5 separate regions of the Mus musculus genome follow, and regions 1, 2, 4 and 5 are each linked to region 3. The links are chromatin contacts, called in public HiCAR-type and promoter capture Hi-C maps. All regions are on one chromosome and are shown on one strand. Each heading gives the region's core, a stretch centred on a gene start, on an enhancer-like site or on the middle of the called end of the contact. The rest is flanking DNA. Distances are from core to core; before and after follow the strand shown.

Evidence for each region. Promoter capture Hi-C pulls out the DNA fragments that hold promoters and counts their contacts. HiCAR-type assays count read pairs that join an accessible place to other places.
Region 1: a contact with region 3 is called in a HiCAR-type map of astrocytes, with 3 times the contacts expected there. The contact joins the promoter of Pgk1 here to the promoter of Rlim in region 3. A contact is called at or near these places in 2 of 39 promoter capture datasets (liver and pre-B cells), 2 of 115 datasets of contacts at active chromatin or transcription factors (astrocytes and large pre-B cells) and 2 of 9 other capture datasets (adipose tissue and liver).
Region 2: a HiCAR-type map of astrocytes shows a contact between it and region 3, with 5 times the contacts expected there. The contact joins the promoter of Atp7a here to the promoter of Rlim in region 3. A contact is called at or near these places in 7 of 39 promoter capture datasets (the HPC-7 cell line, cranial neural crest, hippocampal neurons and 3 more), 2 of 484 Hi-C or Micro-C datasets (CD4 T cells and pre-B cells), 1 of 115 datasets of contacts at active chromatin or transcription factors (astrocytes) and 2 of 9 other capture datasets (adipose tissue and liver).
Region 4: a contact with region 3 is called in a promoter capture Hi-C map of erythroid cells, with 27 times the contacts expected there. The contact joins the promoter of Ogt here to the promoter of Rlim in region 3. A contact is called at or near these places in 2 of 39 promoter capture datasets (erythroid cells and pre-B cells).
Region 5: a promoter capture Hi-C map of erythroid cells shows a contact between it and region 3, with 27 times the contacts expected there. The contact joins the promoter of Taf1 here to the promoter of Rlim in region 3. A contact is called at or near these places in 2 of 39 promoter capture datasets (erythroid cells and pre-B cells).

What each region holds. Positions count from the first base shown.
Region 1 is chrX:106,185,564-106,188,357 of GRCm38.p6, forward strand. Pgk1 (phosphoglycerate kinase 1) reads left to right here and starts at 1,537. Exons shown (of 11, transcript NM_008828.3): 1 at 1,537-1,752. The coding sequence starts at 1,688.
Region 2 is chrX:106,025,974-106,028,673 of GRCm38.p6, forward strand. Atp7a (ATPase, Cu++ transporting, alpha polypeptide) reads left to right here and starts at 1,251. Exons shown (of 23, transcript NM_009726.5): 1 at 1,251-1,406.
Region 3 is chrX:103,979,705-103,982,599 of GRCm38.p6, forward strand. Rlim (ring finger protein, LIM domain interacting) reads right to left here and starts at 1,581. Exons shown (of 5, transcript NM_011276.4): 1 at 1,359-1,581.
Region 4 is chrX:101,638,646-101,641,374 of GRCm38.p6, forward strand. Ogt (O-linked N-acetylglucosamine (GlcNAc) transferase (UDP-N-acetylglucosamine:polypeptide-N-acetylglucosaminyl transferase)) reads left to right here and starts at 1,406. Exons shown (of 22, transcript NM_139144.4): 1 at 1,406-1,677. The coding sequence starts at 1,641.
Region 5 is chrX:101,531,366-101,534,065 of GRCm38.p6, forward strand. It overlaps Taf1 (TATA-box binding protein associated factor 1), which reads left to right and starts at 1,370. Exons shown (of 39, transcript NM_001290729.1): 1 at 1,370-1,636; 2 at 2,130-2,244; 3 at 2,380-2,496. The coding sequence starts at 1,457.

The DNA.
Region 1 (2,794 bases), core at 287-2,786, 2.2 Mb after region 3:
TTTCATGCGCCCAGAGACCTTGCCATCCACCGTGGAAAAGAATCTCACCAGGATTCAGAGTGGAGAGTTAGCTTGTTAATAAAACAGAAAGACAAAATGTAGGGTCAGTGAGATCAGTTAGCAGGGAAAGGTGCAGACCTCAAAATTTATGGCTTTTTTTTCGTGTGTGTGTGTGTGTGTGTGTGTGTGTGTGTGTGTGTGTGTGTACTTAAATATGTAAGGACAGCCTTCTCAGTCTGTGTAAAGTCGCTTGTATGTATCCGATTTCAGACTGCACTACTGCTATTGGATAACCATGGGGGCTCTCAGCATTCCTGCAGTCCTTTGTCTCTTCCATGTCACGTGGCTCCTGTTACCCAGTTCTTTTTCCGTCCTCTGTTCTCTTAAAACTGTTTCCCTTTCCTGGACCTGTCTCTCCTCTCCATGTATATGCTTATATAAAAAGCTGCATAGGATAGAAAACACATGGTATTGTCTTTCTGAGTTACTTCACATAATATAGTAACTTCCAGAGGTGCTTTGGCCAGTCACTCCTGGATATCTGCCAGTGAGAGAGGTGGAAAGAAAAAACCAGGAGAGTGAACAAGGGCTTCCATTTCTCATGTGCCCTTCAATTTCCTAACTAGTTGTCCTGTCTCAGACCGTCAGGCAAGCACTTTACCACTGAGCACCGTCCTTAGCCCAAATGAGTGTCAGTAGAGATTTAAAGTTTTGTTTTTGTTTTTAAACAGTGCTGGAGATTGGATCCACGGCCTCTGGCCCGCATTTTACCACTGAGCTACACTCCCAAAGCAGTCGAAATCACAGTGGCCCAGGATTGAAATGATCACTTAGATGCTTTGCAGTCTTGATAAGACACTAAATCTTTGTCTATCAGTTACTTCATCTTTAATAACAGAACGTACTTAGGAATTTTATGAGCATTGTTAGTTAGCATGACACATGCTATATGTATTCGTCATTATGAATAATGTAACCACAGCAATTACATTGTACTTTTTATTATAAAAGGGGGGAGGGGAAGGCCTGGTCCTTTTTTAACTTCTGAGAGGTTTCGATTACTAAGTAAGACCTTATGTAGACTTCCATTTGGGAGCTGAGAAAGCAGAGGATTCCAAAAGGGGATGACATTTGCAAAGGTCTAGAAAAGGCGCCTGGGAATTCTACCGGGTAGGGGAGGCGCTTTTCCCAAGGCAGTCTGGAGCATGCGCTTTAGCAGCCCCGCTGGGCACTTGGCGCTACACAAGTGGCCTCTGGCCTCGCACACATTCCACATCCACCGGTAGGCGCCAACCGGCTCCGTTCTTTGGTGGCCCCTTCGCGCCACCTTCTACTCCTCCCCTAGTCAGGAAGTTCCCCCCCGCCCCGCAGCTCGCGTCGTGCAGGACGTGACAAATGGAAGTAGCACGTCTCACTAGTCTCGTGCAGATGGACAGCACCGCTGAGCAATGGAAGCGGGTAGGCCTTTGGGGCAGCGGCCAATAGCAGCTTTGCTCCTTCGCTTTCTGGGCTCAGAGGCTGGGAAGGGGTGGGTCCGGGGGCGGGCTCAGGGGCGGGCTCAGGGGCGGGGCGGGCGCCCGAAGGTCCTCCGGAGGCCCGGCATTCTGCACGCTTCAAAAGCGCACGTCTGCCGCGCTGTTCTCCTCTTCCTCATCTCCGGGCCTTTCGACCTCACGGTGTTGCCAAAATGTCGCTTTCCAACAAGCTGACTTTGGACAAGCTGGACGTGAAGGGGAAGCGGGTCGTGATGAGGTAATTCCGTACTGCTGCCCTCAAGCCCTCGGGGCCACATTCTCTCTGGCCGTGGCAAGCACGGTTTTCCCATCACCTTAAGTTGCACTTATTTTTCAGCTGGGTCTTGGGGGTCCTGGGTTTGGAGGTTAAGGCTGTTCCTCTCACCTCATTGGGGCGGAGACTGTGTCTGAGTTTGCTTTTCTGCGTCCTAACTGCTTCTAGCTTAAAAAGCGACCAAATGTGTCCTTTAGGGAGTTGATCCCACTGATAAAGGGCTCAGATTCTCAGGACTCAATCTTTTTCCCATTTCTGAAGTGCAGTTTCATCTCTTGTAGCGAGAATGGACGTAGTACTTATCCTGCAAATCTCTAGGCCCCTGCTGAGGGACCTTGAAAGGTCATTTAGCTAGTTTCCCTTCCCCCAAGATTCTTGGACCATCCGTGACGAATCCGAAACCGCCCACGTTTCATTGGTCCTGGTACAAATGATTTCTTTCCCAAAAGATGTTGCTCAAAGTCCTCTCGAGTGGAGGTCCCTCTCCCCAAAGAATTGTGGGTGGGAGGGTGAGGCCCACTGGATGAAGCTCTGTATGGCTTATATAACAGGCCTCTGCTGCCCTACCTTGCGGTTGGACTCCTGGCCCTGGGGTTTGCATCAGGATTGTGACACATGCAGGGTGTGGCCGCCGGGAGTTGGAGGCCTGTAACCTCACTCGAGAGGTGGCTAGAGAAGCAGGATGTCAGAACTGAGGAAGGCTCCCACGCACGTGGCACATGTGGGTCCCAGGTCACTGACTTAACTTGGCTTCTCCCTTACCTGAAAGAATTACTAGGGTGTATGCGTCTTCTCCTTTTTGCCTTTCATAATGTATACTTTTTTTTTTTTGCCAGGAGTCAAGGATGATGGTTAGATACATAACTGATGGGCCTGGTTGTTCATGTAACAACTATAGGACCCAAGGATGGGAATTTTTAAGGGCCATTGATGGTCGCAGTGACTGACTACTCTGCCTGCTTGACCTTCTTTGGAAGTGGATGACTGATTGGCAGTAATCCTGGTC
Region 2 (2,700 bases), core at 1-2,500, 2.0 Mb after region 3:
TGGTTCCAGGGATCTCTCTCTCTCTCCCCTCCTATCCTTTCTCTCCTATCTAGTGATAGGTGGTGAAACAGGGATTGGGGAGTTGGGGGGATGATAAAGGATGGGAAATCGAAGAGCCCACAAAGTAACAACCCAGCTACACATTATCACACTGTGAATTCAGGGATCTGAACTTGGGTCTGTATGTGCTCTTAGCCATTGAGCCATCGCTCCAGTCCATTTTTATTTATTTTACATGTATTTATTTGTGGGTGTGCTCTATGTACTATCCCAAGCGTAAAGACCAGAGGACAATTTGCGACAATTTGTGGGAGTCCTCTCCCTCCACCAGGGATGGAACTCAGGTCAGCAGATTTGGTGGTAAACATCTTCCTGCAGGGGATTAAACTCAAGGAACTGCCAACCCCGTTGAATGATGTCGTTATGTTTTATTTGAGAAAATCGTGTGTGTGTGTGTGTGTGTGTGTGTGTGTGCACGCGCGTGTGTGTACTACATCATTTATGTGGGTTTAGAGCTCAGTTTACAGCAGCAGTCTATCATTTGGGTAGATTTATTTTTTTTGTGTATGGATGTTTTGTTTGCATGGACATCTGTGCACAAGTAGGCAGTGCCTTAGAAGGCCAGAAGAGGGCATCGATTCCCTGGACCAGCTGTTGTGAGCTGCTTTGCATGGTCTGGAAGAGGAGTTATTAATGCTCTTAAATATTGAGCTATCTCTTCAGCCTGGAGAAAGTTTTCTTTGAGACAGGCTCTTACTCTATATCCCAGTATGGCTAGGAACTCTAGGCTGGTTTCAATTCATCTTCTTGCCTTCCTTTCAAGTGCTAGGATTACAGGAACAAGCCACCCCGCCAAACCACAATGCCATTTTTCATCAGAGGGATGAGGGGGAAGTTCCTGGTTCTGATTTTTCCTGTCTGGAGTTAGTTTAGTAAGTAAAGACGGTTTGCCAGGTCTATGATATTTTATGCTGGCAAGGACAATCTATGGGTGGTTTATGGCAAGCCCTCACTATTCAAGTACTTTCCCTCCGTTTTGTTGCGTTTGTCTTAGGCACTGGGGTTGGGAGCCTAGGCGACTGCAAGCGCCTAACTTTACATCTTGGCTGAGAATGCATGCGTGCACCAGGGGGCGCAAGGAGCTCCCGGCGCGTGCTCCCTTTCACGTGACGTGGACCATTTCCCTAGTCGGCCCAGCTTCCGGGCCCTGGCATCGCCCGGAAGTGGGGGCCTCGGAGGAGGGCGGGGCGACTTTGTGGGCTGGGAAAGCCGTCGAGGGAGGAGCTGCCGCTGCCTGCGCCTAGACTCTTCTGTGTGTGCGAGCGCGGAGGCTGCGTGCTGGTCAATCGCTGCCGCCCTGCGCCCTGCGGAGCTCCAGAGCTCGAACCCCAGCCCTGGAAACCCAGGTGAGTCCCAGAGCGGCTTCCCATCGGCGACTTCACTCTTTTGTCAGTTGTCTGTACGATCTAGGATGGTGAGAAGGTCACCACTTTAAGCTGGGGCAATCTCCAAACTCCTTCACAACTCACATATTTAACCACACTTAGGCTTTACCCTCTCAACCAGGGCAGAGAAAGGAGGCTGGGACCTGACCTGTGCCACTTTTTTTTTTTTTTTTTTGTACTCTCCTGGAAGAGAGTATTTTGATCATCTGTGGCCTGTGCTAATTGTGGACACGAGAAGGTCTGAACCGCGCACTGGACTTCTTGTGGACTGGGATCTTTGATTAATGACATCTCTTTCTACTTTAGAAAATGAGGTTCCGAAGACCACCATCACTGATTAAATATTTTTCTAAAACTGGGTATTTGGCTTCTTGTCACGCTCTGGGAGCATAAACTAAACGGAGGCTCGTTACCCCTTTTTGTTCTTTGTGCTCCATTTCCAGTAAAGTTACAGCCATCCCTGTCCCACCCTGCGCCGCTTTTCTGAGGCTCTTCCTCTGCCCCTTTCTCCTCCTTTCTCCCTCTTTTAAGTGCTGGGGGTTGAATTCAGTGCCTCCCACATGCTGGATTGTATCTTCCTTTTGACTCTTTTTGTTGTAGATGCTGAGGTTATTTTAAACTCGGACAACACTCATGCTTTTACAAGCCAATATTTTCCTAGGGTCTGAACTTTGTTTTAATTATAGCCTCATTACTTAGTAATACGGCTTTGTATTGAGACAGTGTGTGCAGAACATTGAATTAGGTGTGATATTGAAGTGAGAGAGATGGGGTGATGTCAAATTAAGACAGTTCCTGGACTCAAAAGAGTTTGCAATCAACTGAATCGAATTTGGTCAGGAAGACTGTGGGTTCTAGCAAATAATTGAATAAACAACCTAGATTGTTTCTACTATCCTTCTTAAAGAAAGATTATTTTGAAGAGAGAGGTTTTAGTTTTTTTTTTTTAATTTTCAAACTTTCTTGTATCTATGGTAGTGAAGGTTTTGTTGTTGTACCTGAGTGTCCCACAATGAAGTAGGAAAAGAAAAGAACACACAGTCATTTAAAATCTCAGTAACATATATTACAACCAGGAAGTGTTATAAAGTTGTATGGAAAGAAGCACTAGAGCTGTGTCTGGAACAGTGAACAGGACTTAGCTCTGTAGGGGTGGAGGAATGGGGGGATAGTCCAGGCACAGAAATACTGGTGAGGGCACTGTACATACACGTCTCTATTTCTAATAAACACGCCTTTCAAGATTTCAAGAGGG
Region 3 (2,895 bases), core at 331-2,830:
TGTGACCTTTTCAGCATGATTGTTTGCCCTTAAATAGTTATCTTAAAGGGTGCTTGGGTTGGTCCTTTTAGATCCTTAACCTGTATTTCAGAAACTGATTTGAGGAAAAGGTGGACCTGTAATTGTGCCTGCCTCCTAATTATAAAGAATCAAAGAAATGATTAGGACTACACTTCCTATTCTTTCTGTCTTCAATCATTCAAACGCACGGTGGCTAATTACAAGTCAAGAAATGTAAGCAACTTATTTCTAGGAAAAAAAAACATATATACAGTGGGGCCTGCCAGGAGCCCATGAGAATCTGATATAAAATCCCTTTCCCCTCCAAAAGAGGAAAAAAATGACCTAAATAACTAGTCTCCTAGGCCTCAGATGCCAAACGAACCTGTGGAATAAGTATGGTGAAACTGTCCAGGAAAAGAACGTGGCTGTCTCCTCCATCTTGAAATTAATCAGCAGAAGGGGGAAAGGGACTGAGTATTCAGGAAGCAGAAGCCCAACCGGTTAATACTAGTTACTAAGCTATGGCGTACGTGGCAGGTACCGCCCGCCCGCAGAAGCAGAGACCCTTAGGGGTTTTTTTCTGAGTGGGGGAGGGGTAGGGCTGCTGGCAGATCACACGGAAATTAACTTGAAAATAGTCTGGCTCAATTCCCACACTTACCAGGGAAAACAACCCGCAACGTCTTTTCCCTCCGTTTTTTTAATTTTTTTTTTCTTGTGAGGAGGAAAACCCTTCTAGTAAAATCTGGCCAAGGATACACTTAGGGCTAAAGGTGCAGGGAAGCAAACCACGTTTGTCTCCGATCCTCCCGGAAGACTGTCACCGTAGCCCCAGAGGTTAACAAACTGGTCATGCCCTACAGAAGCGTTCAAAATGAGGCTCTGCGAATCCTGTGAAAATCTGAAGGTTCAAGAGTTCCCAACATCCGAATTAAGAGCACCTCCACCCCACTTCCCCAAACCCTAGCCCGATACGCAACGCGGGGCGACGACGATGGGGGGTGGGGGGAACCTCTTAGTAAGAAGCACTGGAGCCATCCTCACGCCTGAGGCCCGGAGTCCAGGATCGCCTCCCCGGCGTTCGTTCTTAGCTCGGGAGGGCCGGGCCCCGACTCCACGGCCTGGGAGAGGAAGTCCTGCCCGACTCCTTCCCCTTCTTCCACGAGCGGGGCCGACACACGCCACCCAACTAAAATGGCAGCGGCGACTACGCCACGGAGCCCCCCACAGCCGGGAGCCCAGGTCCGGAGGCCGTAGTGGGTGTCTCGGCCGCGGCTGGCCAACTCGGGCCATTTTGAGGGCCGCGGCCCCTGCCTGCCTCCAGTCCGACATCCCATTTCTCGGGGTGCCCGTACCTTCACTTACACGGTGTTTCGGCCAGGAGGGAACTCAACTGGGCTCCGCCGCCGCCACTGGGACCTCCGCTGCGCTACTGTGCTGCCGCTGCCGCCGCGTTCTAACCCGCCTCTAAACCCGGGCAAGAGACCCGCCTCTAGAACAGCGCCAGCTCGGAGACGTAGCTCAATCAGCCATTATCTTCCCCATTGTTACCTAGCACTGACAGGAAATGACTGCCCACAACAGGAAGTGATGCTGCGCTCCCAGCTTCACAGGCCCCCGCCCAGACTGCTGGCCAGCCAATCCCAGTTGAGCCCTCGAAAAGGCCTGGTGGGCAGAGGAGGGGCCGGACAGACTACCCGCCCAGACGGGCGGCGGGTCGGGAAAAAAATGCTACTGGGACGCCCACCATGTGACAGGCCCCACCCTCCTTCGCCATTTTGAGTTGTAGCGAGAAATTCGCGTTCTGAGAATTGTGGGAACCTTCGCTTTCCCATTTTGAAAGCTGAAGGACGTCACAGTCGGGCCGCTTGAAGCCCTTCACAGAGAACAAGAATGTAGTATCGGTGTAACTGGCATTGATCCATACAGTCCAGACTAGTGTAGACGGCAGCCAACCTTTTATTCAACATGTATTTATCGAATGCCAACTGTAGCTCAAGCACAGCTGTAGATGTTGAGGAAGTTGAACCATAAATTAAGTTGAAATAGTCCAAGAATTCTCAGTCCTTAAGGGATTTGGTAATCTAGGGTGAACACACTTATAAAACAATTTGTTGCTAAATACTAGAGATTAAAAGTGAGGAAGTGGGTGGAGGCATAAAACGTGGGGACAAAAGTGAATTTGCAATGTTAAAAAGTGGTGGGGAAGGCCTCCTCGAGGCTCTAACTAGAGTACTTTAAAAGGGTGTGGCGATTTGTAAATGGATGGGAAAAAGTGATAGTGGGGGAATTCGAAAAGGGCGGTTAAGGAAGCGTCTATTGGATGCTAAAGCCTAAAGAAAGGACCAGAGGGAATGCGCCATACACCTTTCAGTTCCCATTGTTCAGTTAAAGGGAATAAGAACCCAACCGCCCCCACCCCGTTTTAAAGTACGTCTCTGTGTTCCCACCCTATTTTTCTGTTTTCTGATAAAAGAACAGGTAGACTAACTTTTTTACTGTTGTTCCAACGAACCTAACTTATTGCTACATCAGTTGCTTAAACTGGGCTGGAAGCTGGAAGCTGGTCGACGGTGGCTCGCCTTTAACGCCAGTACTCAGGAGGCAGAGGCAGGCAGATCTCTGTGTAAGTTTAAGGCCAGCCTGGTATACTGAGTGAGTTCTACGACAGCCAGGGCTACACAGAGAAACCCTGTCTCGAAAAACAAAAACAAAAAACAAAAAAAAGGCACACACATAAACTACACTATAATATTTTTCTTTTCATATTTTTTACATGGATCGTCTAGGCCTCACCTCACCTCCTAGAGAAACCCGTGACCACTCTATTTAACCTTCTCCATTACCTACGTAATTTTCTGTAAAGCACTTAGTTTATCTCACCGGTTAAGA
Region 4 (2,729 bases), core at 156-2,655, 2.3 Mb before region 3:
AAGGCCTAAACATCTGCTAGTAGAATCTGAGTTGCCTTTCTTAATGAGGAAAAGCTGAGTTCTTTCAACAAAGGTGGATCACTTGGTGGGTTTGGGGCTTGCCAGGTGTATCAAATGAAAAGATAAGGCCAATCAATATCCAGGAGAGTTTGAATGGCAAGCTTTCTTTTTTACTACATGTTGTGGTTCTGTGGGGCAGAAGAAATGAACAATATTATCAACTTTTTCTGCACTCATAATCCAAAGTTCATAGGTTGTTTGGCAATCTCAAGAAACTGAAACAGCCTTTGAGGATTTGTTTTTTATTTCACCAAGGAGCTAGACAGCAAACATTTTTACACAAGCTCACTAATTTTTCCTAGATCAAAGAGTTTTGAAACGGAAAGACTCTAAGAGAGCTAACTGTAGTCCCCAGTGGCTTGTAATAATCACTTAGTGACGTGTCTTAAAACTGTCAAGGAACAAGGCAGGAAATATAAATTAATAACAATGTGACAAAAATGTCCAAACACTGGGCTTGAAACCGTAAGAGGATCCAAAGAGCTGTTTTGTCAAAGGAAGGCAATTGGAAATTCATTGTAGTTGTGTGGTTTAGGAAGAAGGCAAAGGAACACAGTTTGCTTTGTTGAATTGCCTTAAGCTCCAAGGCATTTGCAGTCCTTAATGATTCTGACGAAACAAGGTCACAATTCAGGATCAGGAATTTTGAGGAAAAAGGCATCCTCTTTAACATTTCTGTGGTTGCTTTTGACATGCAAACTCCTAGCATTTACCCTGTTACCATCCCGAATCTCACAAACGATTTTGAATTTTAGGGTTATATGGTTCAAATCGAACACATTTGGGTTCACTCAGCTCAGGGAGACTGTCCGTTTTTCTCATCAAAGTACTTAAATTCATGGGTGGAGTCTGAATCAAAAAGCATTCAAATCGAACCGGCTCCCCCATTGTTTTGAACAGCCCCGTCTCTGAAACGCAAATATTCGCGTTTACTTGCTTAGAACTAACACGTTGGTCGTGTAAACTACCCTTTTCTGTTGAATGGAGTTAATTAAACTTTTCTAGACGCTCTGACATTCTAACATCGACATCACTGACCAGGTAGTAGACTCGTACTTTAGCGCTTGCCAAAAAAAAAAAAAAAAAAAAAAAAAAAAAAAGTAATCGACGGGCGTTTTTTGCCCTTCCGCCTTGCTCTTAAAAACTTGCTGGCTCTTGCCCCATAGGGAGCCCTTAACCCGGAGTTGCCTAGACAGGGTTGTCGCATGCGCTCTCTACAGTCATGTTTGTCGCAATGGACCTTGGGCGGAAGGTTACGTAAGAGCAAATGACTTTGATTACAGTCACTTGGTCGGTAGTCTTGTTACGCGCTACCTCCGCGGGGTACTTGATTATAACAGAAAGTAGTTCCGGCTTGTGTTGTTTCGGTCGAGGAGCCCTCGCCGCCATTTCAAGACAGTGAGAGGTAGATGTCTACCAAGAGTTCCTAAGATTCGAGTTCAGTATTCTGTGCCGCCCCCTGAGCCCTTCAAAACACTGATACGGCTGCTGCCTTTTTTCTGCTACTTCTAGAACCATTCTTGTCAGTAGTGGCGGCAGTAGAAGTCAATTACCCCTTGTTCTATCTCAAGAAGCTCCAGATGGCGTCTTCCGTGGGCAACGTGGCCGACAGTACAGGTACTAGTGTCCCATTCTACTCTGGCAGACGTCCCTTTGGGGTCTGGCGCCGTCTTGTATCTTTCATTACTTCCCTCTGACCATCCCCATTACATCAGTGGCATTACTGAGCTCTCGAGTTCTACTGCTATCTGATCGGGTTTGGTGCTGCCGTCCGTTCGTAAACATTCTCTAGTTGCTTGCTTGCATTTTGCTTGCTTTGGGGGCTTTTTCGTTGTTGCTTTATCCCATCAGTGTTGTAGCCTTCTCTCTCGGGACGAATCTATAGCACACGTGCGCGCTTAGTGTGTCTTGGAATGGGCTGCATTGGAATCTCTGCAATTTCTGTCTCCCGTCGCAACTGTTTTCTCCCTCAATTTCAGCCCGTCGCTCCCTCCCGTGCGCTTCCACCTCCTCCCCAAAGCCCCTTTCCCTTAGCCACATTTGGTCCTCCTTTGCCAGGCTAGGGCGGGGATGCTATTTCGGTGTAATCCTAGCCTCACTTTGCATCAGGCATGACTAGCGAAGGCTCCTCGGTGTGCTTCCAAGTAGCACCAAGAAGAGCTACTTGAGCCCGCACCCCGCCGGGGCAGCGCCTTGTGTTCTTGGGTTGAGCGGCCCCGATTTAGGTTGGAAATTTCCAGGGGTTCTCTTAGCCATCACCCAATTGCACCCGCTGCCCCAGTACGGAGTTTCCTACCCTGGTCAGCCCTCCCTGCTTGTTGCAACCACACCCTTCCTCTGCGAACGTGCCAGCCCGACAGTCGTTTCTTATCCTCAGGGAAGAAACCACCTCGGTGTGTTGCTTGGCGGCGACCACCCTGCCCGCCCTCCTAATTCTCTTTCTTTGTGTTACTTTCTCTATGTATTCCTCCGCCATGGCCTCTGGGTTTTCATCCCCATTCTTTAGCCCAGTATCTCTTTATCCATAGGGTGTGCATTATTATTTCTTTTTTAAGTTTCCATCCTTGCTTGAAGAGTTTGTAAAGCAACTGGAGTGTAGCTGCACAAGTGCAAAGCGGTTGCCTCTTTTCAACGATGCATCTCCAAGCCTTTGCTACAGAAAATAAGAA
Region 5 (2,700 bases), core at 120-2,619, 2.4 Mb before region 3:
GCAGAGACCTATAATTTCAGTTAGTTGGGAAGCAAAGAATGGAAAATTCAAGGCCTGGCCCAGGAAACTTAAGTGGGACTCTGCCTCAGAACAAACTAAACATGAACAAGCAAACAGGCACAAAAAATGCAAAGTAGGAACTCTGAACAGATCCTCGGTTTGGCCACAGTGAAGATGCTCCAATTCAAACAAGTCTGTGTGCCACCATGGTGATCTGAAACATGAAATATGTCCTCAGGATGGGGCTCCGGGGTTGGTGGCAGATATGTTACCTACAGAGGCACCTCACTGGTTCAATATGTCTATTTACACAAATATATAGAGTACTTAAAAAACTTTTTTTTAAAGATAGGGTTTCCCCTAGTAGCCTGGAGCTTAACTATGTATACTATGCTGGTCTTACAGAGACAATTCTTTTTTTTTTTTTTTTTTTTTTTTTTTTTTAGTTATTTCGAGACAGGGTTTCTCTGTGTAGCCCTGGCTGTCCTGGAACTCACTTTGTAGACCAGGCTGGACTCAAACTCAGAAATCCGCCTGTCTCTGCCTCCCGAGTGCTGGGATTAAAGGCGTGCGCCACCACTGCCCGGTTCAGAGACACTTCTACCTCAGGTTTCCATTCCTGGCAAAATAAGGTTATTTTTTAAGTACAGGGAATTGAATCTATGTTGGCCAGTGAGCTGTATCCCAGCCTTGTATATTTCTGTCTCTCTTTCACTTTCTCTCCCCTCTTCAACCCCCCCCCCCTTCTCCCACTCGGTTTCTTTCTTCTCTCCATGCTTTTACACATTTACACACATATATACATACATACACACACACATATATATGCATATATGTGTATGTATATATATATATATATATATACATATATATATATATATATATAGTGCTGGGAATCATATGTGCGCTTAAAAAAACTATGAAAATGTTTAATGTTTGTGAATCTTGAAGTTTCGGTTGCTCATTTTACTAAGCTTAACATTTTACCATGGGAAAATGTAAATTCAAAATAAGTAAGTAGCAGTCGTCCCCCTATCACAATTCATAGTAATGTTCCTTTGGGGAACGGCACAAACCGGAAAAGACGGCTCAAATCATTATTGTGTAGTGTGTACTGTAGCCGGTGACGCGCGGTTTCCAGAGGTCGTAGGTCACGCCGCCTCAGATCTACTTTCTTATTGGAGAAAAATCTGCCGCTCTTACCATAGCAACCAGAACGGACCCGCGCAGTTGATGGGCGGGACTGGTTTGTTTGACCAATCACCTTCCAGTTATCCAGCCTGATCTTGGGCGGACCAATCAAACACATCAAAGGAAGTAGCCATCCCGACATCAAAGGATCACGTAGGACGGCCCATCCTTCCCCCCTTTTTTTCAACTTCCGGTAGCCTCTGGTTGGGTCAGGGAGCGCTGCAAGTCACCCGTGTGCGACTGACGTATTTTTTCTTTCCCGCCCATGGGCCCGGGGTGGGCTGGGCTGCTGCAGGACAAGGGTGGCGGTAGCCCTTCCGTCGTCATGTCCGACACAGACAGCGACGAAGAGTCGGCTGGTGGAGGCCCATTTTCTCTAACTGGGTTCCTGTTCGGCAACATCAATGGAGCAGGGCAGTTGGAAGGCGAAAGCGTCTTGGATGACGTGAGTCGTGGGCCTGGGGCGGCGGGTGCTGTGGCTAGGGAGAACTGGAGACAGCGCGAGAGGGCTCAACTCGGAGGAAGGACGAAGAGGAAAAGTCTTAAGTGTCAGTCACTGATGCTGAGGTGTTGGCTTCGAAGGTAACATTCTCCTTGCCTGGTAGGAAAGATAATAGTTAACTCTAGTAAGGTTATCAGAACCGCCACTGTGGAAGGCCTTCTTAAAGACCCTTGGAACTCTGCTTTTTCTGGCTTTTGCTGATCCTAATGGCTCCAAAGCCAGGACTACGGATGGAACGTGTGTTGTTCGGAACTGATCTGTATGGAATTTAGCAGATTTCCTATATAGTTCTTGAATGTGATGTTTCTTTGAGCAGCACTTCATGAAATAATTTCTCAGATGGATTTGTGACTTTGTTATGAGCAAGGGAAATATACTTGTGTAGGACCTTCAGGTTTAGTTGTTATTTTCGACCCTCATGCTGTCCCCTTTTCAGGAGTGCAAGAAGCATCTTGCGGGCTTGGGGGCTTTGGGTCTTGGCAGCCTGATCACTGAACTCACAGCAAATGAAGAATTGTCCGGGAGTGATGGTGCCCTGGTAAATGATGAAGGTAAAGTGTGGGCCATGGGGAGGACAGTGTGGGTGGGGGGAGGAGATTAGCCTGTTGTACGCTTTTCAGTGGGGATTTTCTAAGGAAGTGATAATTACTTGCTTTCTCTTGAGACGTCTCCCTTTTTATCCATAGGATGGATTAGGAGTAGAGAGGATGCTGTGGACTATTCTGACATCAACGAGGTGGCAGAAGATGAAAGTAGAAGATACCAGCAGACAATGGGAAGCTTGCAACCCCTTTGCCACACAGGTGATTCTCTCTCCGCCCCCCCCCCCCCTTCTTGTTTTCTAGCAATGGGTCTTTCAACATAGCCCTGCCTGACCTGGAACTCATTATGCATGCAAGATTGTCCCAAACTCATAGAGATGCATTTGCCTCTGTTTCCCAAGTGCTAGGATTAGACATGTTCCCCACTACGCTTGGTATTCTTTAATGTTGCAAAATTGGCAGTTT